Regions from separate parts of the Cricetulus griseus genome. Here region 1 is linked to region 2. A link is a contact called in public Hi-C data. All regions are on one chromosome and are shown on one strand. The core of a region is the stretch at or near the end of the contact, and the rest is flanking DNA. Distances in the headings are between cores, read along the strand shown. Region 1 holds the start of Mfge8 (lactadherin). Region 2 has its middle 52 kb from the start of Abhd2.

The links. Hi-C and Micro-C count contacts between places; a contact is called where the count stands out from the background.
Region 1: a contact with region 2 is called in a Hi-C map of fibroblasts, with 4 times the contacts expected there. The contact joins the promoter of Mfge8 here to the enhancer-like site in region 2. A contact is called at or near these places in 6 of 8 Hi-C or Micro-C datasets (the CHK-Q cell line, the CHL-YN cell line, the CHO-K1 cell line and 2 more).

What each region holds. Positions count from the first base shown.
Region 1 is chr3:118,453,665-118,460,369 of CriGri-PICRH-1.0, forward strand. It overlaps Mfge8 (lactadherin), which reads left to right and starts at 5,061. Exons shown (of 9, transcript XM_027408186.2): 1 at 5,061-5,216. The coding sequence starts at 5,144.
Region 2 is chr3:118,388,800-118,395,745 of CriGri-PICRH-1.0, forward strand. No RefSeq gene overlaps it. Among named protein-coding and RNA genes, the nearest start is that of Abhd2, 52 kb to the left of the region's middle. Within about 2 kb of position 2,667, at least 2 of the 6 cell types and tissues checked have open chromatin away from gene starts, as enhancers often do. A contact at or near this core is called in the CHO-K1 cell line and fibroblasts, where this site is marked.

The sequences.
Region 1 (6,705 bases), core at 3,811-6,310, 67 kb after region 2:
ACTCCTTACACATTCGCTCACGGCTTCTTTCTTTGAGACAAGGTGTCATGTGGCCCAGGCTGGCTGTGTACTTGCTATGTAGCCAAGGATGACCTCCCACATCTATCTCTGGAGCAGGATTATAGATGCGGACACCATGGTCCATTTACTCAGTGAAAAGTTTCTATATCCCAATAAGCCTCTCCACCGATGCAGCAATCCAAATCAGACCAAATCAAACCGAATTAGAAAAAGCCCACATATAATGGATACAACGTTCCCAGAGAGGAGATGGGAAAGGGAGACCGGAAATACCACTGAGTCTGTTCTCTGGGAGACAGTTTAAATACCCTGTGGGAGTGGTCTTGAGTATCTCTGGGGGAGGGGCCATCATTTGGCGGGCTTTCTGAGATGCAGCAGGGTTTGGAGGGAGATGGGGAGCATTCCAACTCTTTAGGTATATGGATGTCAAGGGTTGGGGTGAAGCTTCCACCATAACACAGTGCTGGGAATTGAGTCCAGGGCTTAGTGCATGTTAGGCAAGCACTCTCTCAACTGAGCTGCATGCTTAGTGAAGGGACCAGCTTCCCTTGTGGCAGCCATAACGGCCGAACACGTGCTTCTATGACCTTGTTCTAGACACTAAAAGTCAGATGCCTGTCTCATGACAAGGAACCAATCAGAAGTTAGCTGGTGTTGCTATGCTTTATGACTCTGGGTGTGCTTTACGGACAAGCGCACAGCAATGACGCACAGAGCATAGCAACCACCCTGGGAGGGCCTATGGGCCATAACAACCAGTTGACCAATCAACACAGGGCAAGCCCTCCAAGCCTGGAGGCACACCAATCGTGAGCCTGTGCGTACCCCTAGACACTCCCCTTACGCTGCCCTATAAGATCTCTTGGGAGGCCCTAGGAGCCGTCTTTTGCGAGCCATCTGCCATGGCGGGTGGGTGAAAGACCCGAGCTAACATGGGGTTAGCTTGTTAAATTACAATAAAGCCTCGTGCAGTTTGCATCAAGCTCTTGAATCTGCCTGGTGATTGGGGTGACCGAGAATGTGGCCTGGGACCCCGGATACTTGAGTTTTCGGGGGTCTAACAATATGCATGTCAGTGTATCACCATGCATGCGTTTCCCTCAGAGGCAAGTATGGTGTTGGATCCAAGATGGTGTTGGATCCCCTGGACTGGAGTTACAGAGGGTTGTGAGCCACCTTGAGGGTGCTGGAAGTTGAAGCCTGGTTCTCTGCGAGAGCAACCAGTGCATTTAATAACAGACGAGCCACCTCTCCAAGTCCCCACCTCTTCCTTCCTTCCTTCCTTCCTTCCTTCCTTCCTCCTCCTCCTCCTCCTCCTCCTCCTCTCTTCACCAGTTGAAGAGTTATTTTTGTGTCCCCAGTAAGGCATCTTATTTTTTTTAAGATTTTATTATGTATACAACATTCTGCTTCCATGTCTATCTGCACACCAGAAGAGGTCACCAGATTTTATAACAGATGGTTGTGAGCCACTATGTGGTTGCTGGGAACTGAACTCAGAACCTCTGGAAGATCAGCCGGTGCTCTTAACCTCTGAGCCATCTCTTCAGCCCCCCAGTAGGCATCTTTTTGATGGCTTTATGATAGCCACCCTGTAACCTTTTGTGCTCAGTACTGAACAGGGTTTGGACTTCCAGTCCTAAGCAGTCGGCATTGATGTTGAGTTCCTATTCTCTCTCTACTTTACATTTTCATGTTATTTTAAAGTTGCTTTAAATTTGCACTCAGCAAAATGCACTTTTTGTGTTCAGTTCTATGACTCCCCCCCCCTCATTTTCAGGGGATTATAATATAATCACATTTCTCCATTCCCTTTCCTCTCTCCAAACTCTCCCATATACCCCTCCTTGTTCTTTTTCAACATCATGGCCTCTTTTTTCATTACTTGCTGTTACATGCATGTTCGCGTGCATAACCCTAGCTATAACCTGCTCAGTCTGTATAATGTTATTCCCATGTATGTTTTCAGGGCTGATCATTTGGTACTGGGTAACCAGTTGCTGTGCTCTTCCCTGGAGATGACTCTCTCTCCCACTCCAGCATTCTTAGGGGCCTGTAGTTCTTTGTGTAGGGTTGAAGCCTCATGGGCTTTCCCCAGTCCTCTTTGGCACTATTAGTGTTGTCTTTATTCAGTTCATTGGTAGATAGTCATGTTGGTGAGATTTTATGGGTGTAGCTTCTGACATTACTAGGAGACACAATCCCACAGCAAACTCTCCACTCCTCTGGCTCTGACTGTACTGTGTCTTGTCATGTGTGTCATTCCCTGTTGCGTCCCATCCCCCGCTGTCTAAAATGTTCCTTGAACTTTAGGTGTGAGAATGTCTTATAGTTGTATCCATTAAGCCTGGGCTCCACAACTGCATTTTTTTTTAAAGATTTTATTTATTTATTTATTTATTTATTTATTATGTATATAATATTATTCTGCTTCCATGTATATCTGCACACCCGAAGAGGGCATCAGATCTCATTATGGATGGTTGTGAGCCACCATGTGGTTGCTGGGAATTGAACTCAGGACCTCTGGAAGAACAACTGGTGCTGTTAACCTCTGAGCCATCTCTCCAGCCCCACAACTGCATTTTAATTGGTTATGGTTTTCTGTAATGATCTCCATCTGTTGCAAAGAGAAGTTTCATTGATAAGGGAGGAAGTGTTGTTCTTTTGCTTAAGGTACGCACAAGTATGTGGAACAGGAAACCAGTCACATATAGATGAAAACAGGAACCATGAGACTCAACAAACCCATGTGGAATTTATTGGAGGAAGGGGTGAGGGGACCAAGGGGAGGGGGGCAGAAGCGGGGAGAGAGAGAGAGAGAAAGAGAGAGAGATAGAGAGAGAGAAAGAAGAGGGGGTGAAGGGAGAGAGGTGCTCACTTAAAAAAAGCTTGCACATGCATACTGAGTCCTTACACAGCCCGTAATTCGTGAAGTAGCCATGACGTGGCCACGAAAAATAGGGCCCTTTAAGCTGCCTAAGTATCTGCCTGAATGCTGGTATTTGTGTCCCACCCATTGTCAGGGGTGCCGTCAGCATAATGCTGATTCCAACAGGAAGACTACAGTAATCTGTGGGTATAAGGACAAATATTTAAAATACAATTGGGGGTTGTGCTGGTCTAGTAAAGCGGTAGCTGTAGGTTCTCCTCCAAGATCCATGACCTGACTAACACTGGGTAGTTGATTGTGTTTTCAGTACCAGGCATGGCTCCTCTCTTGTTGAGTGGGTCTTAAGTCCAGTTAGAGAGCTGTTGGTTTTCACTAAGGTATGAATGCCACTACGGCACCCGTAGGGTTACCATGCCATGCTGGTCATTGCTGTGGTTCATAGGCATCATAGCTAAGTAGGGCTGTTGGTTGCTTCTCTTCTTTTCAAGCTTGCATGATATACTTCTGATAGTCCTCAGGGAGGAGGGATTCAGGTTCCAGGTCATAAGCCTCTGAAGTACATGGTGTCTTCATCAAATAGAGACTTATCTTTCACCTCTGGGACTCACCCTCCCCTCCTTTTTGAGACAGGGTCTCATGAAGCCTAGGCTAACCTCAAACTTGTTATATAGCCAAGGATGGCCTTAAACTTCCGATCAACCTGCCCCACCTCCCAAGTGCTGGGGTTACAGATGTGCACCCACACACCAGGCTTCTTTGAGAACAGTTTTAAGAAGGGTGTCCTAACAGTAATACATCTCCGCCTAGATCTGTGTGCAGCTAGCATAAGAGCTGTGTGGCTGCTCTGTTTTCTACTTTACTACTCTGACTGGAATACTATTACTAAAATACTTAGGTATAAACTTTCTTAAATGTTATTGTATTATTGTCATCATCAATGTGTGCAGGTATGTGGGCACACATGTGCCATTACATGGGTGTGACAGTCAGAGGACAGCTTTATGGAGTTGGGCTCTCCGCTTCTATCTGCTTCCCCAAGGGTTTGTGGGGGACTGAACTGAGGTTGTCATATTTGCTTTATTCACTGAGCCATCTTCTCACCAGATATTTATCTTTATTTTTGAAACAGGGTCTCAACAGTACTCTGTTGCTCAGGGTAGCTGAGGGCTCACTGTGTAGTCCAAGCTAGCCTTGGACTTTCCAGTCCTCCTGTCTCAGCTTCCAGAGTGCTGGTATTATAGGCTTGAACCACCATACCCGGCCAAAATCCTAAAATATTTCCTGTTTGGAACTTTTACACGAGTTTGCCAATTCCTTTTTTCCTTTTGGTCTTTTCATGGTTTCTAAAGATGTTACAATGACAGTATAGTATCATTTTGCACACATGTGTTTCTAATGGGATGGGTGTCTCTGAGCATAGATCCTAGTCTTAAGGTGTTGCTGTTTTGCCATTTTCAAAGATATGACCAAATAAAGAAGCTGAGCTGGCTTCTACTCTGTCTAAGAGCACATGTCTCAACTTGTTGCCCCACAGCCTCCACAGTTAACAAATTGACACTTGCCAATCTGATAAAGGAAACACAGTACTCATTGTAGTCTGAATATGCTGTTCTCTGATTAAATGTAAGCATTAGCATTTTAAGTCTAAACAGCTTTTATTTAATTAATTAGATAACAAACAAACAAATACATTTTGGAAACAGGTCCCAGACTAACCTGAAATTCACTATGGAGCCCTCACTGACATCCAACTGGACCTGGTGTCTGATCCTACTTCCAAAATATTGAGACTACAAGCATGAGCCACCACCCCAGATTATTTTATTTTATTAATTTATCTTTGTTGGTTTGGAGATCGAATCCAGGGTCACCAGGATGCATAGGGACGCACTACTCCATCGTTGAGCTATCTTTTAAATTCCTCCTGAGCGATTTTTCCCCTGTCCAGTCTACTCAAGAAGCCTAGCTTGGCCTCTGGCTGAGAGCTGGCGGCCGGATGCAGGGCGTGGCTCGTAGGGGAGGCTGAGGCGCTAGACCCCCACTTCAGCCCTCCCTCTTCGCTCTGTGGTCTCGGAGCTCCGCCCAGAGCCCGCCTGGAGCTGGCCTGGGCGGAGCACGTGGGGGAGTGGGCGGAGCCGAGAGCCTGATTTATTCCCGTGCGAGAGGAGCGGACGCAGGAACCCGCGGGTCTCAGCATCTGTGCTTGTGTTCTTACCCGCGTCCCGCAGCATGCCGCTCTCCCGTGCGCTGGCCGTGCTATGCGGCGTGTTGCTTTGCGCCTCCGGCCTTTTCGCCGTGTCCGGTGAGTTCCCCGCGCCTCCCTTTGGGCCTCGCCCCTCTTCTGCTGGCCGCTCGGAAGTTCTCAGCGGCGCCCTCCCTCCACCCCTACTGTTGACAAACTTGAGCAAAGCCTGCGGGACTCTGTGGGAGAGGCGGACGTGCTCAGACTCTGCGTACTTTGCGCTGGGACCTTGGGACAGTGATAGTGGCTTGCGCACTGGGCGGTGACCCTGGACACCCGGTGACAGCCCTGCCTGCCCCAGGGATGTGACTTACACATAACAAAGGAATCCGCTGCGTTGTGCCTCTTTTTACCGCGTCTGTAGAATGAGGCCACCGAACTGTGTTTGCTCTCCAGTCCTTCCATTTGGGAGAGCCTAGGACTCTTGTATGGAAACTTATCCAACCAACGTTCCCCGAAACTCTTTCCCCAACCCTCCTGGCTAGAGAATCCAATGAACTTTCGCGCCCCACTTGTTCGTGTTTGATCAGATAAAAGGAGAAAGGACCCAGGAACCGGTGCGGAGAGACTGGGTTGTAGGTAGGGCTTGGTCAGGAACTTAGAAAAGGGCTTCCTCCCACTCCCACTGGCCTTGGCTGTCTGCTTAATCTTCCCTAGACCTCCTCCCCCGCTCTGAGGTCCCCGGTAGACATCTGGGCCTCTTGCAGGATGCTGCTGGGGAGTTCATCTAAAGAAAGTTGTGCCCACGTGGGGGTGGGGTGAGCTCAGGGGCTCTTCAAGCAGCCCCTCCATCGTTTTCTCATACAAACAGAACTGGCCGAGGCAGGAGAGACCACAGCTGGACCCAGCTCTGTTGTCTAGTACAGGATCTGACCTCGGGGGTGGAGCTGAAGGCACTGAGTGCCTCAAGCTTCCACGAGCTGGGAACTCCCGGTCCTACCTCTCAGCTGGAGGATGCTTGGATCTCCTCTGACCCTTTCCAGCCCTCCTTCCCATCCTCCCCACAACCTGCGCCCTGTCCAAATATCCTAGAGTACACTTCCCAGAGCAGAACCCTGATATCCCATAGGATTTGTAGAGGCACTAGGGTCTCCTGGTCTCACATGCAGGTGACCAGTCTCAGCCCGGACAGTTACCGCACTGGCCGCCTTCCACTTTGTTTTCTTCTCTGAACCCCTGGTTTGATCCCACGTGCAGCTGTAAGGAAGGCTGGAAGAAAGGCCTTTGTTGGGACTGGGTGCCTAGGCCTTGGCCATTTTGGAGCTTCCACGTGAAGCTGTGACTGTGCCCTTCCAGGTCAGAGGGGATTAACCTGCTATTTAAAGCCGGTGACTAATAGTTCTGCTGCAGCGCCTTTGGATCCCCAGGCCCTTGCTGAGGTGGAGCTATGTGGGCTGGTGCTCGTTAATGGTGTTGCCTGCCTCCAGCTGGGGAGCCCAAGCTCCCTTGGGCCTTGGATGGGTGACTGTGGGGAGAAGACATCTCGTAGGTATGATTCTAGTGCCAGGTTTGGGGTCCAGTCTAGTAGGATGCTAAGGTCCTGCTAAGG
Region 2 (6,946 bases), core at 1,417-3,916:
AATGGTTGAATTCACACTGGTCTTGTGAAGTGGACTGGGCTTTAGTCCCCTCAAGCTCAGGCTGTCATAAGTGAGGCCACTCTGCAGGTTTGGTCTCTTCCAGTCTGCTTCTTTCCTATCTTGTGATGCAACCAGGGTTCACTTACCAGGTCTTTAGACCTTTCAACACCAGAGTTATAAGAAAAATAATCTTGACTTATAAAGTGCCCAGACACAGGTATTTTGTCATAGCAACACAAAATAAACTAAGGAATGTTGTATTGAACTTGAACATTCGTTTGAGTAGCATTGGCATCTTCAGAATGCAAGCCTTTGGGCTGGGGTAGAGCTCTGTTGGTAGAGAAGTACTTACTCAGTGTGCTGACATAAAACTGATCATGGTGGCATCCTCCTGTAATTCCAATGCTCAAGAGATGGAAACAGGAGGATTAGAAATTCAAGATCATCCATCCTCAACTATGTAAGGAGTTCCAGGCTCTCCTGGTCATAAATGACCAAGTTCCAAAACAAAACAAAAAGCAAAACAAAACAAAACAAAGCAGCAACTACCCATTACCACTACCACCACCACCACCACCATCACCACAGCAGAAACAAACTCCCCAGAGAAGTCTTCCAATCTATGAACAGAGGGCATCTTTCCATATACTTAGTTTTTTTTATAGCATATTAAGAAAAGTATTTGTTTATGTGAATTCCAGGGCTTGTATTCAGGTTGTTAAGCTTTGCAGCAGACACACTTGCTCACTGATCCACCTCCTGGCCCCTAAATCATTTTACATTTCTTTGTTACAAGTAATTTCTGGATTGGGACTGAGTGGGAGACAAAGATCCACATGCCAGCCTGGGGCTCTCTGACCCAGGCAGGAGGAGACAACACAGTCCTATCCAGAGCAAATACAGGGTGGGGTGTTGAAGAGAGACAGACAGACAGGCAGGCAGGCAGGCAGGCAAGCATGTTCATCTTCTGTGGAGGGAGGCAGATCTGAAGAGGTGGAGGTGGTGAGGAGTAGACTGAGGTAGGTGGTCTGCTTGCCACACAGGGCCATAGTGATGTCTGGCCCTGGGCTGCTGCCAAGGGCCATGTCTGCACCTGTGGCCCTGCTGCAACTGTGTTGATGTCCATGACTCCTGTTACCACTGAAAACTGAGAGGCTAGGGCTGCACAGAGTTGGCCCTGCACCTTCCTGGCTGAAACACTATGGAGAGAGGGTCCTGCACTTCGCCTGGGCAGCACGACAGAGCTTACCCTGTCAGCAGGTGAGAAAACTGGTCCTGCCTCCCTTGTCTGCCATGTGGTGGAAAGAGTGAGGGAAAGATGCTCTCCCCTGCCTCACCCCTAGCCATCTGCTGCAGGTGAGAGAACTGACCCAGTCCCTTACCAGGGGCAGCACTAGGAAGAGCAGGCCTTGCAGTGGAGCTGACCCTGTTGACACGGGCACAGGTGAGCTAGCCTGAGAATGTGAGCATGAGAGATCTGGCCCTGCCCCTCATCTGCCATATGGCAGCAAGGGCAAGGGGGAGATGCCCTCCACTGCTTCCCCCTACCACTTACCACTTGTGCAGGTGGGAGAGCTGGCCCTAAGATCATGAGAACCTGTGAACTGGCCTGGTACCTCATGGGTTGCAGCAAAGCAGGCCCTGCACCTCTCCTGAGCAACACCGTAATGCTGATCCTGCTGGCGGGTTTCCCGGTGAGAGGCCTGAGGGTGTGAGGGTAGGAGAGCTGGCCCCACTAGTGTCATGCTACAGTGCGGCTGAGGAAGAGATGCCCCCTTCCCCACCCCTTACTCCTGGATGCCTTTGGCAGCTAGGAGAGCTGGCCACTGAGTCATGAGAGTGGAAGAGGTGGCCCTGCCCTTCCCCACTGTAGCACTAGGGAGAGCAGGCTCTGCACCTTGCCTGGGCATCACAGTAGTGCTGATCCGACTAGCAGGGACACGGGTGATCCTACCCTGAGGTCATGAGAATGGGAGATCTAGCCCCATTCCCCTCATCTGCCACATGGTAGTGAGAGTGAGGGAGAGGTGGCCCAACTGTGGGCAGGCTCCACACCTTGCCTGGGCAGTGCGGTAGAGCTGACCAGGCAATAGGGGTGTGGGCGAGCCAGCCCTGAGAATGTGAGTGCGAAAGATCTGACCCTGCAGCTCATCTGGCATACTGGTGTGAGTGAGGGGGAGATCCCCCCAACCCCACCCCTCACTGCCTGTGGCAGGTGGGAGAGCCAGCCCTGACTCTCACCAGCAGCAACACTGGGTAGATTGGTCCCTGCACTTTACCTGGGCAACACAGCAGAGCTGGCCCTGGTGGTATAGGTGTAGGTGAGCTGGCCCTGAGGGTGTGAGAGCAGGAGAACCAGCCTTGCCCTTTGCTGCTCACTGCATAGGGTGAGCTAGCCCGGGAGGTACTGAGGAGCTGACCCTAGTGTTACCAATAAGGGAGAGCTGACCCACTCAGCAGCCACCGAGGCTCAGACCAGGGCTATGAGTTGGCCCATCCCAACATCCAACCCATCTGTGATGTGCTGGAGCATGTGAAGGGACCTGTTCTGCAGATCCAAAGTTGCTAAATCTGACACAGGACAACAACAGATGTCCTAGAGGAGTCCCAGTAAGGGCCCAGTGTTTATAGTGTAACAGAAACCAGAGGCCTCAAACCAAACCAATGACTCATTGCAATGAACACTTGCAAGCAAAGATGTATGGACCAGAGGGCACACTGAGTGACTCATTGTGTCACACCACAGCTTCCAAGACAAGACTTTTCTTTTTTTTGGGGGGGGGCATTTCGAGACAGGGTTTCTCTGTAGCTTTGGAGGCTGTCCTGGAACTTGCTCTGTAGACCAGGGTGACCTTGAACTCACAGAGATCCGCCTGCCTCTGCTTCTGGAGTGCTGGGATTAAAGGCGTGCGCCACCACCGCCCGTCAACAAGACTTTTCTTTTAAATTTTATTGTGTTTTATCTTGGTGGGAGAGGTTGCAAGGGCAGAGGGCAGATGCAAAAGAGATGAGTGATATCAAGATGCATAATATGAGATCCTCAAAGCATCAATAAAAAGCTTTTTAAAAAAGTAATTTCTGATGCCCCGGCCGTCTCTCCAGCCCCCAGGGGATATGTTCTTCTATTACTTCCTAATGTCTCTTCTTGCTCTTTTCTCTGCAGCTTCCAGATGGACTGCTGTTCTTGTCTTTGTGTATGTTTGTTTGTAGCACAAAGTCTGAGCCATTGTATATGCTCATCAAGTCCCTTAGCATTGAGCTACCCCATTCATCAAGTCCCTTACTGAGAGACCACTGGAGGCTCAGGCCCCCAGGATCTTGGCCCAGGACAGCAGTGACTCCAATCACCAGGTGGAGACAAAAGCTTGATGCAAACAGCAAGAGGTTTTATTGCAGTTGTTTAACAAGCTAACCTCATGTTAGCTCGGGCCTTTCATCCATCCACCATGGGGATGGCTAGGAAAGACGGCAAGAAACCACGGGACAGAGATCTTATAGGGTAGCATAAGGGGAGTGTCTAGGGGTACGCACAGGCTCAGGATTGGTGTGCCTCCAGGCTTGGAGGACTTGTCCTGTGTTGATTGACCAACTGGTTGTTATGACACATAGGCCCTCCCAGGGCGATTGCTATGCTCTGCACGTCATTGCTATGCGCTTGTCCATAAAGCACACCCAGAGCTGTAAAGCATAGCACCACCAGCTAATTTCTGATTGGCTCCTTACCATGAGGCAGGCATCTGACCTCCTAGTGACCAAGGCATGATCAGGCAAGCACATGTTAGGCTGTTATGGATGCTGAAATGGGGAGCTGGTCCCTTCATTACCACTGAGATACCCCAATAGCTATTTTCTTCTTTTTGGTGCCTGTTCCCTGGCTACTCCTTTGAGTATTGGAACTTTCTCAGCCTCCTGCCTGAAACCACTCTCCTCATTCAACTCTTCCTCTTGGGAGACCAGGCTAAAATTCCAGCTTCTCCCCTACCATTGTTCCAAAGCATGACTTCATGACTTTCCTTTAGATTTCATAGTCTTCAAATTTTTGTTTCTGTCTCTTCAGGCTGAACACATGGTGTCTTGCAGATCCACAAGATACATTCAACATTCAACCAAAATCACTTCTGCCTCCCTTCACCACCTACCTCTAGTCCTGTGTCAGCAACTGACTGTACCACCAGCAGTCTGTACCCCTACCCCACCCCACCCCGCCCCAAGAGACCCCTGAACCTGCCCCTGTTCCACAGCAGAGGTTCTTCGGCTTTCTGTCCCACTCTTTTCCGTCCTCCCCCATAGCACTCCCCTTGGTCTTTGTGATCCTCACTCAGTAGAAGTGAGTGAAAAGGGAAGGAGGGAGGGAGGGGGAGTGGGAGGAGGGAAGGAGGGGAGAAAAGAATAGAAGGTAAGAGACAGGTAGGTCTAGGGAGGGAAAAACCAACAGTAAGTAGGCTGAGGATATAGCTCAGTGGAGTGTTTGCCTGCCAGGCATGAGGTCCTGGGTCTTATCTCTAGCCTTTCATAAAACTGGGTGGGCAGAGGCAGGCAGATCTCTGTGAGTTAGAGACCATCCTGGTCTACAAGAGCTAGTTCCAGGACAGCCTCTAAAGCCACAGAGAAACCCTGTCTCGAAAAAAAACAAAAACAACAACAACAAAAAAAAAAACAAAACTGGGTGGGCATGATGGCACAGGCCTCTAACTGCAGCATTTAAGAGGCAGATGCAGGTGGTTTCAAGGCCATCTCTGGCTACATGGTGAGTTTGGGAGCCAACCTAGGACACATGAGTTATTTATCTCAAAACAATAAGTAACTTTCTGGGATGGTGTACAGATTTGGAAGTTATAGCCACACTGGTCTTGAAGAGGAAACACAGCCAGGGATGCATATTGAAGACAGTACAGAGGTGGGGAAAGGAGGGGCCGTCAGATCACTCAGTATATGGCTCCTTAGTCCCAGCTGGTGGAACGCTTCCACCTGTTCAAGGCTCCCACCCTGGCATGCATGTTCTTTATGTATGAAGACAGTTCAGACCTGGGAATGCAAACTCTTGCATTCTTTCTGCAGAGTTGGAGGAGGTGCAGGGTGGCAGAGGTAGGGGAACATTCACTAGGGAATGACTAACATGGTTGTAATGTGTAAGACAAGTCAGTGGGCCAGAACCTCAGACAGGAGTTGGCACTACAGTCTTAAGGGAGAATTCTGACCTCCCCAGGAGACTTGAGTTTTAGGTGTTAAAACCTTGAGAGTGATTACAGCTGTTAACCACATCTCCGAAGCAACATTTACACGAGTGATTAAATCACTGTGTTATTCAACGCTATAATACTGTACCATTACTTCCCTAGTCTAACCAAACTGTCACGAAACTAACCACCATCCTACAGAAGGCAAGGAACAGACGAGCCCAGTGTGGGATTTGGATTCTGTGCTATTTCTATTCCAAGGAAGTAACCAATCCCATAGAAGAGGAAATAGCAGTGCCCTTGTGACTTACCATCTCAGAATTTGAACTGTTTCCTGAGATTTAGCAGCTGTTTGAGCCCTGTTGGAACTGGGTTCAGATTTCTCTATATCTGGTGATTTCATGATCTAACAAATAGCAGAATTAGGGATTCAGAATTTATTTGTGATCTTTAAACTTCAACCTGAATCTGAAAGGACAGGCATATGGGGAAGTCATGATATTATTTGGGAGTGACAGTGGTATATCAGTCAGCTCCCACTGGGTTAATATGCAGTAACAAGCAATTGAAGAGGCTTGGACCAAAGATGGCTTGTTTCTCATTTGCATTATGTTTGTGGCTGTGGCTCTGCTGCCTGTGACCACTCATCTAGGACCCAAATTGAAAGGGAAGTGCCAGGGACAACTGTGCTCCTAGACAGAAATGGCAAGACAGCCAAGAGAAACATGAAATGGCATTTGTAGCCCAGAACTAGCCTAGTCACTTCTACCCATACTTTCTCTGCCACACTGCATTGTATGGCCAGGTCTGACCACCGGTGGAGAAGGTGTGCTGTGTCCTCTTCTAGGTACTACGAGTCTCGTGGATGCTAGAGATTACCCATTCACTTACAGGAAGAGGGTAGGTACCAAAACACCTGCTTCATACAGTCTCCCTGGTCTGTCTCCCTCATTCTCCTCTCCCTCCCTCCCTTCTCTTTGGTCATTTTAAAAAGAATTTTTAAAGATTATAATATAATTACATAATTCCCTACCTTCTCTTTCCTTACTCCAAATCCTTCCATGTACCCTCTTCCCTTGCTTTCTTTCCAATTCATGGTCTCTTTTTCTTTAATTGTTGTCATTGTGTGTATATACATATATTTTTAGATATGTAAATACAACCTGCTCAGTCTGTATACTGTTACTTGGTATGTTTATGTTTTCAGGATTGACCAGTTGGGTGTTTCTGAGAAAGAAACTTTTCTTATGTAAGCCAGGATGGTCTGGACCTTGCTAGGCGGCCCAGGATGGCCTCAAATTCAAGGTCCTTTTGTATTGGGATTCCAGGCATTTGCTACCCTGATACGGAAAATTTCCGTATCAGAGTGACAACTGATCTTACAATAGACATTATTTCATAAGTGAGGCAGATAGCAGGGAGAATCATGCTGCACCCAGGAGTCCATGGAGTGCAGTGACCTGCAGGCAGTGTGGAAGAAAGGTCAGCACTGGGGGAGGGGAGGGCATCTCCACAACATGACACTCCTGGAAGGAAGCTGCTAGGATTCACACACACACCACACACACACCACACACACACCACACACACACCACACCACACCACACTACATATACACACACCACACATATACACCATACACATACACCCCCCCACATGTATATCACACACACACACATACACACATATACAACGCACATATACACACCACACCACACATACACACATACACACACCACATGCCACACACACACATATACCACACACAC